3 separate regions of the Sus scrofa genome follow, and regions 2 and 3 are each linked to region 1. Evidence: chromatin contacts called from public HiChIP or PLAC-seq data. All regions are on one chromosome and are shown on one strand. Each heading gives the region's core, a stretch centred on a gene start, on an enhancer-like site or on the middle of the called end of the contact. The rest is flanking DNA. Distances are from core to core; before and after follow the strand shown. Region 1 overlaps PRTFDC1 (phosphoribosyltransferase domain-containing protein 1). Region 2 overlaps ARHGAP21 (rho GTPase-activating protein 21). Region 3 overlaps ARHGAP21 (rho GTPase-activating protein 21).

What was found. HiChIP or PLAC-seq counts read pairs in DNA pulled down with a chosen protein or histone mark.
Region 2: an H3K27ac HiChIP or PLAC-seq map of alveolar macrophages shows a contact between it and region 1. The contact joins two enhancer-like sites.
Region 3: an H3K27ac HiChIP or PLAC-seq map of alveolar macrophages shows a contact between it and region 1. The contact joins two enhancer-like sites.

The regions. Positions count from the first base shown.
Region 1 is chr10:50,427,688-50,430,387 of Sscrofa11.1, reverse strand. All of the region lies in intron 3 of PRTFDC1 (phosphoribosyltransferase domain-containing protein 1), which reads right to left. Among named protein-coding and RNA genes, the nearest start is that of PRTFDC1, 63 kb to the right of the region's middle. Within about 2 kb of position 1,252, at least 5 of the 83 cell types and tissues checked have an H3K27ac peak or open chromatin away from gene starts, as enhancers often do. A contact at or near this core is called in alveolar macrophages, where this site is marked.
Region 2 is chr10:50,589,909-50,592,608 of Sscrofa11.1, reverse strand. It overlaps ARHGAP21 (rho GTPase-activating protein 21), which reads right to left. Exons shown (of 26, transcript XM_021064916.1): 2 at 364-514; 3 at 336-361. Among named protein-coding and RNA genes, the nearest start is that of ARHGAP21, 50 kb to the right of the region's middle. Within about 2 kb of position 1,343, at least 31 of the 83 cell types and tissues checked have an H3K27ac peak or open chromatin away from gene starts, as enhancers often do. A contact at or near this core is called in alveolar macrophages, where this site is marked.
Region 3 is chr10:50,616,133-50,618,832 of Sscrofa11.1, reverse strand. All of the region lies in intron 4 of ARHGAP21 (rho GTPase-activating protein 21), which reads right to left. Among named protein-coding and RNA genes, the nearest start is that of ARHGAP21, 76 kb to the right of the region's middle. Within about 2 kb of position 1,307, at least 26 of the 83 cell types and tissues checked have an H3K27ac peak or open chromatin away from gene starts, as enhancers often do. A contact at or near this core is called in alveolar macrophages, where this site is marked.

The DNA of each region.
Region 1 (2,700 bases), core at 3-2,502:
GGAATAATGAAGGGTCATCAAGAAAAGGGAAAAAGGGAGGAGTTAAGAAGAAAATGGACCCTTACGTCAATGTAGTTATGAAAGACCCCAGGAAAGAGGAAACTGTTTAAAAACAGGTTCAATGACTTCACTTTATATGGACTCTGAAACCTTGAAACAGAATATCCTCTTGTTTTGAACCTCGGTATGGATTTGTTGTTTTGGTTTAAATTATTATTATTTTCTTTTTTTTTTTTAATGGCTGCATCCATGGCATATAGAAGTTTCTAGGCCAGGAATTCAATCTGAGTTGCAGCAACATTGGGTCCTTTAATCCACTATGCAGGGCTGGGGATCGAACCTGCACCTCTAGAGTCACTTGAGTCACTGCACTTGGATTCTTAACCCACTGCACCACAGCAGGAACACCTATGTTTTTAAATTATGCATCAGAAGGAAGAACAAGCTGAGCCCTTGACCCATCTCAATGATCCCAAAGGACTTCAGTAAAATCAGGTGTTTTCAAATGTGGATGACCACATCCTAGTGGTGACTATTTCTTAAAAGACTATTTTCTCCACACAATTTTTTCCCCCTAAATAACCCATTGAAAATTTATAATTATTAGTTTTTAAAAAAGTAACCAAATGGAAAGAGTGGAGAAATCTTAAACCAGCTCTCACAAATCCATTTTAAGATTGCCAGGGGTTGGGATGGTGAACAGGAAGGGCCAAGGGAGAGAACTGGTGGCAGATCCTGGGCTGGGGAAACGTCTAGAACACACACTGGTTTTTGGCATCAGACTGGGTCTGCTTTTGTTCCCACTCAACTGTACTCTGGGTCCAAAAGGTTCTGCTTCCTCCTGTGACTTCTCACCTTAAAATATTTCTGACATTGCCCATGCCTCCAAAATGAAGTCTCATTTTGCCATGGCAGTGGGCAAGGCTATCTTTAGAGCCAGGCAAGAGAGGTCTTGCACATCACAAATACTTAGCTGATTTTTTCGTTTTGGTCTTAAAAGGAAGTTTTGGGGAGTTATCCTTGTGGCTCAGCAGAAACAAATCCGACTAGTATCCGTGAGGATGCAGGTTTGATCCCTGGCCTCGCTCAGTGAGTTGGGGATCTGGCGTTGTCATGAGCTGTGGTGTAGGCCGGCAGCTGCATTTTCAGTTCTGCCCCTAGCCTGGGAACTTCCATGTGCCTCGGGTGTGACCCTAAAAATCTTTAAAAAAAAAAAGGAAGTTTTGGAGGAAGATTTTGAGAGAGTTTGAGCTAAGAGAAATTATGCAAGAGGGATATGTGTGCCGAACTGGGCTTTGCCCCCAGCCCCTCACAGGGCCACATTTGTGTGGGGAAGATACTAGTGGCCTTTCTTGGGAACCCAGACAAAAAGGGCTGGTGTATTTCCAAGCCGATTGCTCTAAATTACCCAAAGCAAGTGCCTTAGAGGCTGGACCCCGCAGATAACTGTGTTCCCTCCTGCCTCTCTGCTCAGGAGGGATGGTCTCAGAGGCATCTGAGTTAGAAAAGAGAGGCATGAAGACTCTAGCTGTCCAACTCCCTGGGGAGTTTAACCCGGCCAGTCCCACGCAGGGTTCAGGCAGGCTCAGTCACCACCTGGGAGCTGGTCCTGGCCCAGTTGGTGTCCTGCCCTGCCCAGCAGGCACATGGCTCTGCTCAGGCTTGCAGAGTGCAGGGATGAGCAGGGCTCCTGTAGCCTCCAGCTCCCCTAATCTGGCTAGAAACAGGAGCCTGGTCATGGACAAAACTGTAACGTTTCAAAACCTTAACTCTTTAGGCATATGGTATGTGAATCTGTTTGTTCCCTTGCCCTGGGGTCCATCCGTATTAGACTTTGAGAACCACGTGCTGGGTATTTATGAAGTGCAAGGCGCTAGGCCAGTCACATGACTTACATGAACCCTACCAAATTCCTAAGAGGTACGATCCAGCACTCGCACCCCTTGGTATTTATCCACGAAGCCAAACACTTATGTCCACACAAAAACTCACACCCAAATATTTATAGCAGTTTTGTTCACAAGTGCCAAAATCCTGGAGGCAACCAAGAGGTCCCTCGGTGCGTAAGTGGGTAAATAAACTGTGCAATGAAATATTATTCAGCACTAAAAAGAAATGAGCCGTCAAGCCATGAAAAGAAGCTTAAACGCACATTACTAAGTGAAAGAAGCCAATCTGACAAGGGTACATATTGTATGATTCCAACTTTCTGAAAATGGCAAAACCATGGAGAGAGTAAAGATTAATAGTTGCCAGGAGTTCAGGGGAGGGAGAGGAAGAGGCAGAGCACATTTTAAAGGTGATTTTTAGGGTCATGAAAATACTCTATGATACCATAATAATGGATACATATTATTATACCTTTGTCCAGACCCATAGAATGAACAAGACCAAGAGTGAACCCAGTGGGAGCTACAGCCTTTGTGGGATGGTGCCAAATCAGAGGAGCTTCACCAGCTGTAGCAGACGTACCACTCTGGTGGGGGATGTTGATAGTGGGGGGAGGAGGAGGGTGTGTGGGGACATCGGCTATACCAGAACTCTCTGGACTTGCACCTGGATGTTGCTGTGAACCTAAAACTGCTCTAAAAAAATTAAGTCCATGAAAAAAAAATCTCATGGGACAAGAGGTAACTTAATAAAGTTTAAATACCTTTGCTAAGTAACTTTGTCCAAAGTCCCATAGCCAGAAAGTGGTGG
Region 2 (2,700 bases), core at 94-2,593, 160 kb before region 1:
CAAATATTTAGCAAACTATTTCCTCTGCATAGTCTGCTCAGAAAACTCACCACCCTTCTAGACGCTAGAAAAATAGCTATGTACTAGAAAAAATAGAATCAAGTTTAGAATTAGACATTCTTTTAAAAAAGATTTGGAATTCATAATCAGTATGATCTTTCAGAGGAGATTAAAGTGTCTGGTTCAGAGAGTAGAAAAATATCTAAAAATTTGGAAAAATATAATAACAGTGTAAATATAAACTAATTCTTTTAAGACAGAAGGAAGGCAGGATGAGAAGAAGACAAGAAGGAGACAGGAATTGCCTTGCATTCTTCTTTAATTACTTCTCTTACCTTATATGAAAATTGAATTGCAGACTCGGGGGATAAACAATAAAATGCCTCAATGTGAAACCGAAGCCTTGAGATGTTCTTTTCAACATAACTGTTTTGGGACCTGGCCAGGAGAATGTTTCATCTTCGGATGGTGATACAGTTTCACTCTGTTCTTTTCCATCTTTACTTTTTGATACCTAAAGTGAAAAGATGATTAAAAGTTAACTATAGGACACAATATACTTCATCACTTGGGGGAAAAATATGTGTAAAAATATAATACCTGAGGCACAGACAGAAACTCAGTGGAGAAAAAGAACCATATTCTGATGCATATGTGGTATAACAAGTCAGAAAGAGGATCAAAAAACTCAACTTTTTTTCTACTAGAAAGGGAGGCTATAAAAAGTTAATCAGAAGCAAGAAAGAACTCTTGAAAATGAGAAATATAATGGCTAAAATGTTAAATGCAATAAAAGGAATGAAAGATAACACGAAGAAAATCTCAGAGAGCTCTAAGGACTAGGAAACAGAAACTATGAAAGAAGAGACAGGAAACTCTTGCCGAGTAAGAACACAAAAAACTGTTATGAGTCCAACAGCAGCAAAGGATATTAGAAAGTAAGAGATAAGGCTTTGGGTTCTGAGCACAACCTCGGTATCCACATAGATAACCCTTCTAATATCCTGACTTTCCAGTCTTTGCTCCCCCCCAAACCACCACCACCCCGGCCCTCACGGCCCCCTGTCCTCACTTCCCTCATAAGCCAGTTTTGACTCAGTCCTTTGCCTTTCTCTCACTTCCTCAAAGTTGCCTAAGAAAACCCAACTCTGGCTAAATCAACATCGTCTGCTCTGGACCTGCATCTAGGCTGTCGAATTTTTTATGCAGAAAAACAAAAAATTAAGCCAACTGCTTTCAATCTAAGTTCCCGATGGGGAGTTCCCTTCGCGGCTCAGTGGTTAACGAACCTGACTAGTAACCATGAGGTTGTGGGTTCAATCCCTGGCCTCGCTCAGTGAGTTAAGAATCCGGTGTTGCCGGGAGCTGTGCTGTAGGTCACAGACGTGGCTCAGATCTGTGTTGCTGCGGCTGTGGTGTAGGCGGGCAGCTACAGCTCCGATTCACCCCCTACCCTGGGAACCTCCATATGCCCCGAGTGTGGCCCCCAAAAGACTAACAATAATAACAACCTCAGGAGAGTCTTCAGTGTGGTCTGGCCATGCTAACAGGGTCTCCCCATCCCTTCATTCCAGACGACTGTTTCTTCCCTTCCCCCACCCTCACTTGTAGCTAACAACCCTGCTTTCATTGCACAAAACCACGCAAGCAAGAAAACGAGAACTTAGTGACCAGCCATCCACCCTGCAGCTGGAGCACGCTCTCTGGTTTTCCCTCTGGACAATGGCTGAACCTCCCATTGGCCCACAGCCCCACCACTTATGTGCTAGACCCCGTTCCTCTTCCTAGACCAAGACATGGTCCCAGCAAGTCCCCTGCCCCCCCGCCGGCTCTCATGCATCATCTGTTTTCTCTTCGCTACATCATTCCCATCCCCTGTGTGTACATTTCCTAAGTTCTTTCATCTTAAAACATGACAGAAATTCTCTCTTGACCACAGCCCTCTCCAGCTTCCACTTTGTTGTTCTGCTTATCTTCAGAGCGAAACCCCTTGGAAGTTGTCTGCAGCTGCTATCTCCAATTCTTCCTCTCCCATTTATCTCGTAAATCTCCTTAAATCAGACTTTGGCCTCCGTAATTCCCTGGAACTGCTCTTGTCAAGGTCAACAATGGCTTCTACATCGCTGAACGGAATGGTCACTTCTCAGCTCTCGTCTTCCGTGACCTGTCAGTGGGTAAGGGATTACTTCCTTCTTGAAAAACGTTTCCATGGGACTTCCTACACTGATCTGAATTTCCTCCTACCCCTGGGGTCCTTCTGCTTAGTCTCTCTGTGGCTTCATCTGCTCGACTTGTGAGTTTAGGAGCACCTGGGACTCAGCCCAGGGACCCTTCTACCTCGACTCTGGCGGGTGGTGATCTCTAGCCCAGTGTGCATCTCTAGCCCAGACATCTCCCCAATCTAACAGACACCTCAAACTTAACATGTCTACTTTGCTGCTCAGATTTTGTATTCAATTACAACTCCAAGTTCACCTCAGCAGTTTTGAAATGTCACCTTCATCCAATGACAAATACTTGAATATGCTTGATTCTATTACATTTTAAATTACACTCCACTAGTGAATCATGCCTGTTCTTCCACAATGATTTACTTTAGAAGAAGGTGTTTAAACCTAAATAATCCTCCTGGAGGCAATTTTTCAAGAGACTTCTAAATCCTGAACACTTTCATCATAAGTCAATACCTAGGCTATTACT
Region 3 (2,700 bases), core at 58-2,557, 190 kb before region 1:
CTCAGCCAGTTAAGGATCTGGCATTGTCACTGCAGTGTCTCAGGCTGCTGATGTGGCATGGGCTCGATTCGTGGCCTAAGAACTTCCACATGCCTCAAGCGCGGCCAAAAAAATAAAAAGCAGATCATCTTCTAACTTGATGACAAACTTTCTTTCAACCCACACCCATCTAATTTTTTTTGGTTTACTTTTTATAAAGTGTGGAAAATGTCCAGCATAGAAGTAGAGTAAAACAGCAGAATAACCCCCAGGAATATAGCTTTTTTTTTGGGGGGGGGACCTCTTTAGGACCACACCCACAGCATATGGAGGTTCCTAGTCTAGGGGTCGAATCAAGAGCTGCGGTCGCCAACCTACACCACAGCCATAGCAATGCCAGGTCCGAGCCACATCTACGACCTACACCACAGCTCACAGCAACGCCGGATCCTTAACCCACTGAGGGAGCCCAGGGATTGAACCTGCGTCCTCAAGGATACCAGTCAGATTTGTTTCCTGCTGAGCCAGGACGGGACTCCCCCATGAATATAATTTAAACAATTACTAAAAATCTGTCATCTTGTTTCATTTACACTCACATTTTTTTCCTCAAGTATTTTAAAGCAAATCCCAGGGATCAGGTCAATTCATTAATAAATACTTTAAATGCCTCAATCGGCATCGCTAACAGATAAGAACTTTTACTTCTTGAAGGAAAGACAACAAAATCCATTCACAGTTCTCCATATTGTGTAGCATTCTGCACAACATGGATCACTCAACCGACAAAACACCGAAGCCTTCCTTCTACGTTCATCTTCCTAAAAGCCACCCAACAATAATGAAAAGCATTCATGACACAGAAATGGTAGCACCAAAAGCTATGAAATAAATTTAGAAAGGTCTCAGGGGTAAAATCACAATAGAACCTAAAATTAAGTTCCAGAACAAGTTTTCCCACTCCCAGTGGAATGCTCTGCCCATGTATTCAAATCTACTGAGGTCAGATATGCAGGAGAAGACACATCACATGAAGATCTCTGGCCCACAGTGTCTGGCATATAGTGGATATTCAATAAATATTTACTGCTGACTGATTCAAACTAAAGTCTAGTAAATGCCAACAGCAAGACTGCCCAAAACAAACTCAGAGACTTGTTTCAGGAACAATGCGATTACTGTATTGCTGCTGATCTGCAGGATTTTCCTCAAATAGAAGAAAAATGCTGCCACTTAATAGTAATTTGAATACAAACCACTAGGTGTCAGACGTGAGCCAAAATTTTCCGGCATTATAAACTACCAAGGCAAGAAAGGCTTTGGAGGGTGTTATTCATTCAACAAATATTTACTGAGCTTGTACAAAGTGCCAGGAGCTGATTACCCTGCAAGGAACAAAAGAGTCCTGGGATCTGTCTCCTGGAGTATTTGAAGTTTACGAAGCATCTTTTTTTTTTTTTTTCTCTGAAGTTTCAGGAATTTCACAAAGTATGTACCACGTGTGGATTCGCAGCCCTGCTCTTCCAGTTGTGCTAGATTTCTGGGCTCTCTGCAAACCCAGAAGCATTTGTTGCAGTGCTATACCCACGAGTTATCTTTTCACCTCTGACCTTACCACTGGCCAACCCCACAATTAAACCTGCCCCTCATCCTTCTCAGGCCCTTAAGTCCTCTCTGGCCTTCGAGACCATCAGCCTCCCTCAGAAATCACTCTGGCAATAGTGCAGCCAAATTCACCACAACCTCAACTTCCTTTCCCCTCTGACCTTCCAATGCATTCCATCTGCCAATGTCCCACTATGGAGAATTCCAACCAGACCCTTCATCTCTCTTGCTTCTTGGCCTGAGATTTCAGCTGAGTAAAACTGCGTAACCCGCTGCATTAGATTCCCAGTTCAGCTCAGGGCTTGACACGACTCACTAGAGTATTTTAATTCCATCCCCTCAAGGCTGCTGTCTCAAGCTTCTAATCACCTTCTTAGCCTTGCTCTGCCATCTTGATTTCTTCACATGATTGGATAACCTTATTGCTTACTTGACGCCATCCCAACTGCTGTGTTCTCATTTTTAAAAAAACCTCCGCCTACCCTTACTTCCCTTTGCTCTTTCTCAGGTGACGACCTGCCACCAGCGTTCTTTGGGACTTTGCTCCCCAACGGTCTCTTCCCAAGTGTAAAACTTCAGCCAAACTCTCTTCTCCTCTCCAGATCTGACAACACGCAAAAGCTTCTCAAACTTCAGAGTAAAATGTCACCCTTCCTGCCACACGGCTATCCTCTCTCTCATTCTCCATCCCCTCATTCTCAAACTTCTTGAAGAATAGTCTACACTCAGGTGCCCTCATTTCTTTTAATTCAGGGTTTCTCAGACACTGATGAGCACCCACCCCCGGGACAGGAGGGTGTGTGTGTGTGTGTGTGTGTGTGTGGTGTGTGTGTGTGTGTGTGTGTGTGTGTGTGTGTGTGTGTGTGTGTGTGTGTGTGTGTGTGTGTGTGTGTGTGTGTGTGTGTGTGTGTGTGTGTGTGTGTGTGTGTGTGTGTGTGTGTGTGTGTGTGGTGTGTGTGTGTGTGTGTGTGTGTGTGTGTGTGTGTGTGTGTGTGTCTCCCATCCATTCTCAGCTCTAATTTATGTCACAGCCCCTGATACTTGGTTTCCGGATCCCCTCTGCCCACAGCACTGGAACTGTTCTCCATAACTTTACAATTTGTTACTTCTCAGTCA